Regions from separate parts of the Zea mays genome. Here region 1 is linked to region 2. The links are chromatin contacts, called in public Hi-C maps. All regions are on one chromosome and are shown on one strand. Each heading gives the region's core, a stretch centred on a gene start, on an enhancer-like site or on the middle of the called end of the contact. The rest is flanking DNA. Distances are from core to core; before and after follow the strand shown. Region 1 holds the start of LOC103650604 (transcription initiation factor TFIID subunit 8). Region 2 holds the start of LOC100282862 (40S ribosomal protein S9).

The links. Hi-C and Micro-C count contacts between places; a contact is called where the count stands out from the background.
Region 1: a contact with region 2 is called in a Hi-C map of tassel, with 1.8 times the contacts expected there. The contact joins the promoter of LOC103650604 here to the promoter of LOC100282862 in region 2. A contact is called at or near these places in 2 of 25 Hi-C or Micro-C datasets (ear and tassel).

Annotation. Positions count from the first base shown.
Region 1 is chr3:137,478,923-137,484,814 of Zm-B73-REFERENCE-NAM-5.0, forward strand. LOC103650604 (transcription initiation factor TFIID subunit 8) reads right to left here and starts at 2,464. Exons shown (of 2, transcript XM_008676175.4): 1 at 790-2,464. The coding sequence starts at 1,988. The coding sequence ends at 876.
Region 2 is chr3:137,222,268-137,227,864 of Zm-B73-REFERENCE-NAM-5.0, forward strand. LOC100282862 (40S ribosomal protein S9) reads right to left here and starts at 2,936. Exons shown (of 3, transcript NM_001291601.2): 1 at 2,845-2,936; 2 at 1,657-2,038; 3 at 734-1,110. The coding sequence starts at 2,872. The coding sequence ends at 936.

The DNA.
Region 1 (5,892 bases), core at 1,214-3,713, 260 kb after region 2:
AACAAAAAAGTGAGGAGTGAGAAGACGATAGACTAGATCATTCCTCAAACCAAACAGCTTAAAAGTTCCTGGTGACAGAGGTTACAAGCATGTGAAAGGACATAGGCAAGGAAATACCTACTTTACAGGCAAACTTCTTGTTGTGTTGCCATATCTCCAGCATACCATAAACACTCTAATAAAGTCCTAGGCACTAGATTGGAGGGGTGGGTGCAGGATAGTCATAATACCGAACTTACAGATTTTTTTTCTAGACTGATAGCCTAATTCCAAGTAGTTGGTTAAGCAAACTATTCTCTCTTTTAGGTGCACATCCAGATTTAGTTTTCTCTTAAGAGTCCTAACACAGAACTAGTATATCCTGCTCACTGTCCTTTGCATACATGAAATAGTGACTGCACGCAATACAATCGATTCCAGCTTCAATGGAAACATTTAGGCATAAAACCATGTATGATTATTGTCCAATGGTAGATCAATTGCTAATAATACTGAGCAGAGCAAGCCTACCAAAAAGGTAAGTTTTAAATTCCAGATTTTCTACCATCCAAGACTAATCAAAGTAGCTACAGCTAACGGATAGATGCATAGATGTTTTGTAGAGCTCTGTATCATTGTCCTAAATAAGCAATAAACAAATATACACTAAGACATTGCCCAGCTAAATTTGGCAAATTGTTCCACCATTTTGATGCACACAGGATTTTCAACTACATGGGTTTCATCCGCATGGGCCTCTAGAGCATTTGACAGCATAGACCAATGAGTTACCACAAGATAAATGTTTACCTCAAGATTCTAGAAACTGAAGTTCCATGATCACAACAACACGATGCGACTCCACTATTAGTACCAGACTTCCTCCATAAACAACTTTAGAGCTGAGGAAGTTCTTGTGGGTTCTCCATTGATGCCCTTAATATCATGCCCGCTCTCCGCTTCTTATCATCCTTTGTTTCCTCTTTCAAGAAGAAAAGATCATCCCTCAGATCCAGGGCTCTTGAATTCTGAGCTGCTGCTAATGACTTATTACTAAATCCAATCTTAAGATGAACTGGAGCCCTCTCTTTTGGAACAATGTTCCTTTGATTTTGATCCAACCCAGCACTAGCATCAATCTCCCTGATGGTTCTAGCTTGAATAGCTGGTGCAAATGCCTCAAGGACAGAGAATTTCTTCTTTTCCGGAGGCATATCAACCTCTGATACATCCTTCTGTCCAGGTAACAATGCTGGCTCAAGAAATGGATTTCTCTTCGTCCCAGCTGCCTGTATCTCCTTCCCCTTCAGCGCATTATCATGTGCCACAGCTGGACGAAACCTATCCGCACCAGCCATAGCCAGCCTTCGCTGCAGGCTGAGCAGGGACTTCTCAGCTTTCCTTCGTTGCCGCACCTGCTCCACTTTGTCAACCCTGTCCTTGGTCGCCGGCGGCTCAACCCACACCTCCGTCGTCACATAGGTGTGCGGATCTGGGAAAGCAGGCAGCCACTCCGGCACGTGCTTCATCCCAGTCTCCCTCCCAGTCACAGTGAAGCTGGCAGAAGGCTGCGGCTCCACGCGCTGGATGGGGAACCTAGGCAGCGGCCGCGCGAACGGCACCTCGTCCTTGGAATGGACAAACGCCATGAGGTCCTTGACGACGCCAGAGCCGACGAGGCAGTGGCCCGTGGTTGCCGCGCCAGCGAAACCATACGTGTCGGCGCCGACCTCCTCGAGCGCCTGGATGACGTCTAGCTCATTAGCGTGCGCGCGGCCGGCGAGGTTGGCGTGGAAGGCGGCAGACCGGCCCAGGTGGGTGATATAGCGCAGGACGGTGTCGACGACCGCGTCCACCGCGGAGCGGTGCGCGCAATCGAACCCCGCGGCCTGCAGTGCCTGCGCCACCGCGGCCCGCGCCACCGCCCGCCCGAACTCGTCCCGGCTGCTGCCGCCGCCTCCGTTCATATCTCCGCTGCTTCTCCTCTCCCCCGCTTTCCAGCCACCCATGCCACCGAGGCGCCGAGCAGCTCGCCGGCGCGGGTTTCAGATACGGACGGCGCTAGGATTCAGATCCCTCCGACCACGCCACCGCCCAGCACGAATCGATTACTCAGGCTCAGCGACGCAGCGAATCGAGCTCCGCCAAGCAAACTCATAAGAAGAGATCTTGATTTGAGTTCGCGTGCCTCGATGAATTTAGCACCAATTAGCAAGTCATCTAGGAGTAAATTTTGATTTCATGAGATTTCTGCCAATTATTACCAGTTTTAATATTGGACTTCCTCCGTTTACCACTTCAAAGATTGGATCCACTATCTTTCTAAGGCAGAAATTTAGAATTTTACCCATTATAAGAAGTTGGCTTTGTACTTCACCATTATTAACCATTAGCGGGTAATAATGTTACGATTCTAGAGAGGGGAGAGGGTCGACGACGACGACAGCGTAAGAGGAGGGATTGGCGGCAATGGAGGCATGAGTAAGGTTAGGGGGCGGCGTAGACGCGCGGAGGGAGAGGCTAGGACCATAGGGTCAAGGGGATAGAATGATGTATGATAAATGATCTAAATAATATTGTTTGTTAGATTTAAGTAAGATAGAGAGTTACCCGGCGATTTGAATCATTGGTTTTGATGGTGTGTTAAGTATGGATGCAATTTGTTTGGTGGATTCAGTAGATGTTATAGGTGTACATGTGATTTAGTTAAATGGGTTTTTGTAAAGTTTAAACTAGTGAATTATATAGTGGTATAGATTTTGATGGATTTCATCTGAATGTCATTATGAAACATGTCACACATGCTATAATGCTATTTCGTCATTTAATAAAACGAAAAAAATGATTGAATACAATTTTGTACCCTATTTTTCCTCATGTGTCTGAGGCCGCTGATAGGGGGGCTTAACGTTGACCGTTGGAGCTCGACGTTCTACTTGACGACACTAAAATATCTCCACAAGCGACATCGTGTAGTTGCACTACACGTCGCCAGTGGCTTTCTCGAGGAGGATCAAGAAGCAGAGCAACACCCTTGACTCCATGGTATGTTTCACGTCTCGCAACTTCAGAAGTGTCTTCGTGTGCCAACCGAAGTCGTAGAAGTGGATGCTCTTGACCTTCAACCAAGCCTTGTCTATGTGGAACAACATTTGTGTGTTCTTGAGAAGGCCGAGAACAATGTCAAGGGAAAGAAAGTAAAGCTTGTGAAGATTCCGTGGGAGAACCATACCGAGGAAGAAGCGACATGGGATCCTAAGGATGTGATGCACGAGCAATATCTGGAAATCTTTTCACTTGAGTAAGTTATCTTTCCAACTATTCCAACCCCCACTGGCTATTTGAAGTTCCTTGTCTACTCTTGTGTATATGTGTATACAAAATTTATTGCAAGATTTGAGATAGCTTTTCCCTTCCCACCTTTCTTGTTGGAAGTTTCAAGGAATATTCATGGTGTCAAGGTGAATATGTCCTTCTCTAGTCCAATAAGTTTTAACAATTAACATGATCAAATGCATATAAAATATGTATGATACAAATCAATCCAAGTTCCGTAAATCTAAGACATTTAGCTCACTACGTAGCTCACAAAACCTCCTATCATCTAAGGGCTTGGTGAAGATATCGACTAGCTGGTGATCGGTGCTAACATGGCTTATATTGATATCTCCCCTTTGCTGGTGGTATCTTACGAAGTGATGCCGGATGTCTATGTGCTTTTGTGCAGCTGTGTTCAACAGAATTATCCGCCAAACGGATTGCACTCTCATTATCACATAGGAGTGGGACTTTGCTCAGATTGTAGCCAAAGTCTTTTAGAGTTTGTCTCATCCAAAGTAATTGCACGCAACATTGTCCTGCGGCAATGTACTCAGCCTCGACGGTGGATAGGGCAACGAAATTTTACTTCATCTATATTGCTTCGAAATAGTTTAATAAAAAAATTGAAACGAGCTAAAAATGTGAGCTTAGTTTGCTTGTCAAGTTATTTAATGTAGTATCCACTAAAAATAAACCTTGTTATTGTTTGCTAAGTAATCATTCCATGATGTGTGTTACTTGCCTTCTAAATAATTAAAAGTAAGGACAATGGAAGAATAGTTATACTTAGCAACAAAGAAAATAACCTACCCCATGAAAATAGCTTCCTTGCTATGTGAAAATAACCTTGTTGTTATAAGAATGACTATTCAATCTTGTGTGAATTATGTTTGGATATATTACCTCTTGAAGCTGGCAAATGTGTGATGAAAAGTGTATTACTCACTAGTTGAGTGCACCTCTTTTCATATAATGTTGATGTGACGATTTATTTACAAGTTCTTTCATCATTCATACTCATGAGCATTTGCACATATGTTTCCTTCTAATTCATGCATTCATTCATTAAAGAGTGACATTTCGGAGACCAAAACCAACGAGCCTCCTCCTAAAACTAGTGTGTTAGAGGAATCAACTCAAGCACCAGGCAAGCAGCTAAGCATGTTTAATTTCCTAAGTTTTGCACATTTAATATGTTATGGTTTATATTATGGGTTGCATATGATTATGTTTTGTATATCTATGGAAGTAACTTATTCATGCTTTTACTTTTCTTGATTAGTTGGGGTAATTACTCTAAAATCTTGTTGAAAGTTGCCTAGAGGGGGGGGGTGAATAGGCAAGTTAAAACTTTTTCAACAAAACTAGAAACGAACTAGGTAAAACCGGTTCAACCGGTTTGCACGAGCTCAACTAAAGAATGAGATATAAAACTGAATTAATCTCGAAATTCACCCAGTTAACTTTGGAAATGAGATGTTCTAAATGATCCACAGGGCTCAAGGTAGTAGATTTGAGAAGGGCACTTCTCAAAATCCACACACCAAAAAGATATAAACAAATCTTCCACGCAATGGTGAGAGAACGAAGAACACAAACAAACACAATGAGCAAGAACACAAGAGATACAAGATTTATCCCAAGGTTCAGTCACACCACCAAGGTGCCCTACTTCCTCGTTGAGGCGCCCACAAAGAGGCGGGTCTCTTTCAACCCTAATCCTCCCTTTGCCTACCACAAAGGTCAAGCCCACACAATAATCTTTGCTCAAACGAGCGGGTAATACAAACCTTCTTGTGGTCTTCCACAAGATTTGAAGACTCACAAGAGACACCTAGTCGTCTAAGAGCTAGAAGCTCCAAGGGTAATGAATCCACAAAGAACTCGATGTAGTACCAAAGCTCGAATCAAGAAGAACAAGAAGGATTTGGAGATGAAGCACAAAATCGCAGCTCTTCAATCTCACTCAAAGATTTCTCTCCAAAGATTTGAAATGGGAGAGGCAAGAGGTGTGTGAGAGAGAGTGGGAGGTGTTTCTCAGGTTGGGAATGGAGTCCAAGTCATGCTCTTCTATGAGGGAGAGAGGTAGGAGTGAGTATAAATAGGTGGGGCTCCAAAACTAGCCGTTTTTTACTTTTCTGCTCAAAAACCGGTTGAACCGGTCCCAAAATCGATTGAACCGGTTTTCAAAAAGCTGCGCACAGCTTTTTGGCTGACACAGCAAGCTGGCAGCAAAAAGTGAACAGTGCAAAAACCGGTTGAACCGGTTTTAAAACTGGTTGAACCGGTTTCCACCAGACAAAAACCGGTTGAGTGTCCGGTTGAGTGTCCGGCTGAACCAGTATTTTCTAGAGAGCAATTTTGGCCAAGATAGACTTAAAAAGGTTGTACTATATACTTTCACTAAGGATTAACAAGGGTAAAATGGAAGTTTTAGATCAAGGATTTTGAGCTTTAGTACCAACACCAACCTTCTTTATGGATCCCCCTTGATAGTACGACGATTCCTATACTCAAGTTAAATAAAATATAATTAGGTAAACTCCTTGAGTCATTGGTGTCTCAAGTGTGATTTCTCCATGGTGTTGCTTC
Region 2 (5,597 bases), core at 1,686-4,185:
CAAAATTCACGAATAGAATTTATACTCACAACTATAATTTAAAGACCAAAAGAATTTATAAACAACGATGTTTATGTTTTAATTTTTTTTCATCCACATGCCATGATAAATGTTGAAATAATCTTGACTAGCTACATTTTTTTACAATCTTTTTATGTGACATTGTTTATATATGTGACATTCATTTTTTTGGTTATGATAAGAGCTACCATCTGTTTACACGAACATGGTAAACCCACTAATAACTTCTGAAAATACACGCTTAGCAACCTTTTTTACACTGACGAAACTGCATTACAACCCTTGTACAGTCAATGTAATCACTAGTTTCCAAATTTTCAAAAATTTAAGTGGCATGTTTCCAACGGACCCAATCATCCCTATCATCATAGTAGGTTTCTAGTTTTCCTCTATTTACTTTCATTTTAAACGTAGTACTCATATAAACATTTCTACATTTCCTTTGCCCATCAATTGAAACGCTTGAAACTTGATGAAAAAACATCCAAAAAGGTTAACTAAAATCAATCAACAAAAATACATTCTTAGCCACATCGCGATATCAAATGTTCACAGACCAGTTGTCAATACTGTCACAGCAACAAAATTTTAAGCGTATCATATACCCAATCAGTACAACAAGCTGAAGCAGATTATAAATAACATTTAAGCAAATCATTAGCCGATTGAAAGAACAGCTTAATAGCAACAAAACGCAAAAAAACAACCACATAAAATTGCAACAGAATTGAACATATCCAAACATAGCAGTTATGTAAAGGCTGATAATACCACAAGATAAAATGGACCATCCATGACACAGAGTCAGCACAGGGGACTCTGCGTCAGATCACACAGCTAAGCACTCATCATTCGAACAAGTTCAAGAAAACTAGATAATATTATTATATTGGTGTAACACTACTTGTCCATCCTCACTCCTCATCCTCATCACCAGCATCCCCGCCACCGCTTGCCTTCTTCTGATTCTTTCTCTTCACCCTTCCTGCGGGGCCTCCACCGAATGGGCTTGACAGTGAAAAGTCAATGTGCTTCTCAGACTCCACCCTCACCATGAATGATGGGACGTTGACAATTTGCCTGCCAACCCTGCAAGGTTCCACAAACAAACATTGATATCTCCTTTAACATCATAGTTTAAAAATAATTTCAGCAAGATAATAGATTCAGGGGACAACTAACCATGCTAGTCTAATCTATACAAGATAGTAGATTCCAAAAATGGTATATCATGAGTTCTTTAATGTTACAGAAACAGCTTAAGATAAACACAGATATATACTTCAATAGTGTTATTCTAATCACTGCCTGAAATGACTACAGAAAATCATTATAAACCCAAGAAAACATTTAGGGACAGGCAAACGAAGCAATGAACTTAAAAACATAAACTAAAGTTATGTGCTATTTTGAGAAGTTAATCCATAGGCACAAGCATTTACAGAGTCAAACAGAGAACAAAGAAATCATGAAATGTTTCACAAGACATGCAAGTAATCACTGACAATTCATTTATTACAACATAGGCAGCATCATTAATACTCCATGCTCATATCAGGCGCTTCCATTGAAATGGAGGTTTTTAAATAAACAATACCAAGAGCAAGCGTACTACAAGCAGCCATGTAAGCGTACCTGATGTGACGCTGCTTGATCAAGACACGAGCATGGTGAATGGACTTGGCCATGCCAGCCTTGAAGACAAGTGTTTGAAGCCGCCTTGCGAGGAAGTTCTCAGCGGTGAGGGCAAGAACATAATCAAGCTTGTTCTGACCCTCAGCAAGCAGCCCATAGCGGTTCATGCGGCGAAGAAGTGCCTCACCCTCAAAGATACGACGGGGGTTCTTCTCGTCAAGGGTGAGCAAGTGCCTTGCAGCATTACGGATCCTGCTCAGTGCATACTGGACCCTCCAAAGCTCACGCTTGCACCTCAGCCCATACTCACCAACCAGCTTCAGTTCAGCATCAAGACGCTCCTTCTCATAAGGACGCCTTGGTTTCTTGAACGTCTTACCATCTGCATGAAGTCATTTACCATAATTTACCATAAACATAACTAGGGGTATTTAAGAAACGTTAAAAAGCATAAGCGCAAAAACTAGAAACTAAATGTACAGCTAGTGGCCAGATATCCTTTTTAACCACAATAAAAAGATAAAAGAGCATTAAGTAACCATTTGATCAAACAAGCTACAAAATGCAGGCAACATAGAATGCATAACTTTGACATGGAAATACCGACTGCAGCATGGACCATACTAAAGAATAGGTGACATGACCCGTATAATTTAATTATTTGTCAAACAAACACAACATAGTGCCAAAAACCTATAGATAATAGTCACATAAATTTCTGATGGGTTTACACAAACAAAATGTTCATCCATAACATGTTTATTTCGCATGGGCAAACGAGAGGATTAGGCTCGCTCATCCCAGAACAACGCTAGCCACCACTTATAATCACTTCACATGAGCCGGATTCCGACCAACGCCCTACAAAACCTCAGATCGACTGCCACCAAGAGCAGTGGACATGCTAAATCCACCGATCTCCATGTCGCGGCGTAAGAACCATTCACCTCGCCTCGCAACTACGGCACTGATGGGAACACAAACCGAGACAAAACATTGGTGCTCCCAACGAGAGCCTTCAATAGGCCCTGCCATGGTCAGGTAAGGCCGACTAGCCAAGAACTCGACGAACTAGGACTATGCGCATCCCATTCGGCACCAGATCATGGCGCCTCCGCAACGAAAATGAAAGGAAACGAAGCGCAACGAACAGAGGAGTGGTGGAGGGGATCATCGGCGCGAGCTTACAGTTGCGGTAGAAGTTGACGTGCACCATGGCTGGTGCTCCTTCCCTCACACCCTCGCCTTCGCCTGCGTTTGCTCCGCCGCCGCCGCTTCTGTGTGGGGTAGGAGTGGAGTGGCTGGGCTGGTGCTAGGTCGCGAGGGCAGCTTTTATATGCCACCCCAAAACCCTAGTGGGCCGAGCAAGTTACAGGGCACTATGGGCCGGGTCCAATCAACAGCGCAAGCCTGATTTAACAGCACAAATGGTCCCTACCCTAGTCGCACGTGAATCTCGATGCAAGGCTCGGTGTGGTTCCGTGTTGCTAGTATTTCCTGAGGCAATCACCGCTAAATAGGTGCTAAGTGTTTTTTTTATTGTAGACTATATTACTTATAAAGCGAAGTTTTAAATAGAGAATAAGATAAGGAGTGTCAGATATAAAGCACAATTCATAAAAAAATAATTCCAACAATACTCTATTTTGTAAATTTTTATTATAAAATATATGACACTTCATAAAGTGACTCAAATATACTACACCCACGCTAGTGCACTATATTTGTTTTCTACATTATTCTCAATATTTTCTTTCCAAATAATGTAATTCACTTCCAAAAATACATGATTTAGTGCTTAATTGTTGGAGCGCATTTTGTTTTTAGTATCCTAAACACTTTAAATGATGTAGTGTTTTAATTTTTAGGGTACTATGATGAGCCACCTTGTTGAAGATGCTCTAAGACTATCTCCAATAAGCTTACCTACATCCATAATCATATTTAAACTTCACTCCGCGAACAATGCAGTCTACAGTGCAGAACATTGCAAAATAGTGTTTATGAGTAAACTTTGAATGAACTGTTAGAGATGGTATAAGCAGTTCTAAAGATAAAAAACCTCCGATGAGAAAAAAGGGGAGCAGCTCGATGTTGTCGAACCTGTGTGCCCACAAAGGACTTGCTTAGCATGGTTACAACACCAATCTCTAGGCAATAATTTAGTGGAACCTGCCAAACATCCAAACTCCACCTTTTTTGAGCAGACTAACTTGATAGAGTTGATGTAACTAGTTCATTTGGATATGGAGTTTTTCAACTTCAAACCAATTCGGTGGTATTTACTCATCAATGCTATCAAATAAAAAATCATTTATATTTTCCCTTGTATCCTATCAATCGAATCGTGTTTTCTCTCAGCATCCTCTACTCGCTCTCGTGCTTCCGCCTTCGACCCTATTTGTTTGGGCTTTTTTCATCTTCTGGATATCAAAAGCTGTTGCGGACTGCCAAATGCCCTAGCTTTTCAGCCCGTTTCTATAAGAATCGTTTTGGTAAAAACGGTTCAAAATCAACATGACAACACAGAATCGATCGAGTCGTCACGATAGTAGTAATCCGTCGCTTTCTAGATCTCGAACCCTTTGGACTACTTCATCTTTATCCGCACGTAATCCCCATGATACCTAGATTCTTCCCACAACTAGGTTCTCTTCATAGCCAGATTCTCAGAAAAAGATGGTTAGAAAAAAAGCTAAACCAAACAGGCTCTTTGCCCTGTCGTCCGTGACCTTGAGCTCTCGGTCCACCATTGATCGTGCGCCCCCAGGCCCCATCACCCGTCCCCTTGCAAGCCTGAGCCACCATCGGCCATGCGCTCTCCCACGCACCAGTCGTGCGTAGTTGCACCGCCTGGGGCCACGCATGGTCGTGCCCCTAGCCCCGTTGCGTCGACTGTGCCATGTGTGCCGGCATCACTGGCCACGTGCGGTCGCGCCACTAACCCCGTTGAACTTGGCAAGAATGTCATATCACCTGTAAAAACTTCTTTTTAATTGCTAGCCTCCCATGCAACTCCAACTCTCCATCTGGAGTTGTGGAGTGAATCAAAAATCTATGGAGTTGGTGCCATATCAAACAGGACCCAAAGACATTGTGAGCACAAAATACATAAAAATTCTACAAAGATAAAGCCTCCTTTGGAACACAAGAATATGAAAACACAGGAACAAGAAAAGCACATGATTAGAGTTGGTTATGAATCATAATCCTATATGATTTGAGTACGCAGAAAAAATTCTTGCATGGCCTTTGGATGCTATGTATGAACTTGAATAGATAGATAAGAATCATAGGAAAGTTTACAAGAGGTTGGGCCGCTTGTTATTTTTCCTCCAAAACTTGTACGGAAGAAAGCAATCTATAGAAATTTCAAAGGAATTAATGGGATTGAATCTTGTGATCCAAAGGCTCACGTAGAAAATTTTCCTGTAGGATATGATTCCTTTAAAAATCCTTCATATTTCCCTTTTAACACCTCAAAATCAAATTTTTGGTCTAAAGGGTAAGAAAATTATAAAATTATTTTAAAGAAAATTTTAATTCTATTTTAAAGGCTCACGTAGAAAATTTTAACACTTCTTATAAAATTATTTTGAAAAGTTTTTTAATTCCACTTAAAATCAACATGAACATAGAATCGATCAAGTCGTCACAATAGTAGTAATCCGTCGCTTTCTAGATCTCGAACCCTTTGGACCACTTCATCTTCATAGTGGCCGTAAGCGTCCTTCAAAATCAAAATAATAAAATTGCAAAAAGGAAAAGAAATACTCTTTTACCATGTCCAACGTCCAGTGCAAAATGTTGATGGTGTTTTGTTCTTGTAACACCTCAAAATCCAATTTTGGGATTTATGAAAACTTCTCCAAATACCGAAATTAAAAAGTTTCTTTTAAATGGACTTAAAAATTTCTTTAAAATGATTTTCTTACACTTCT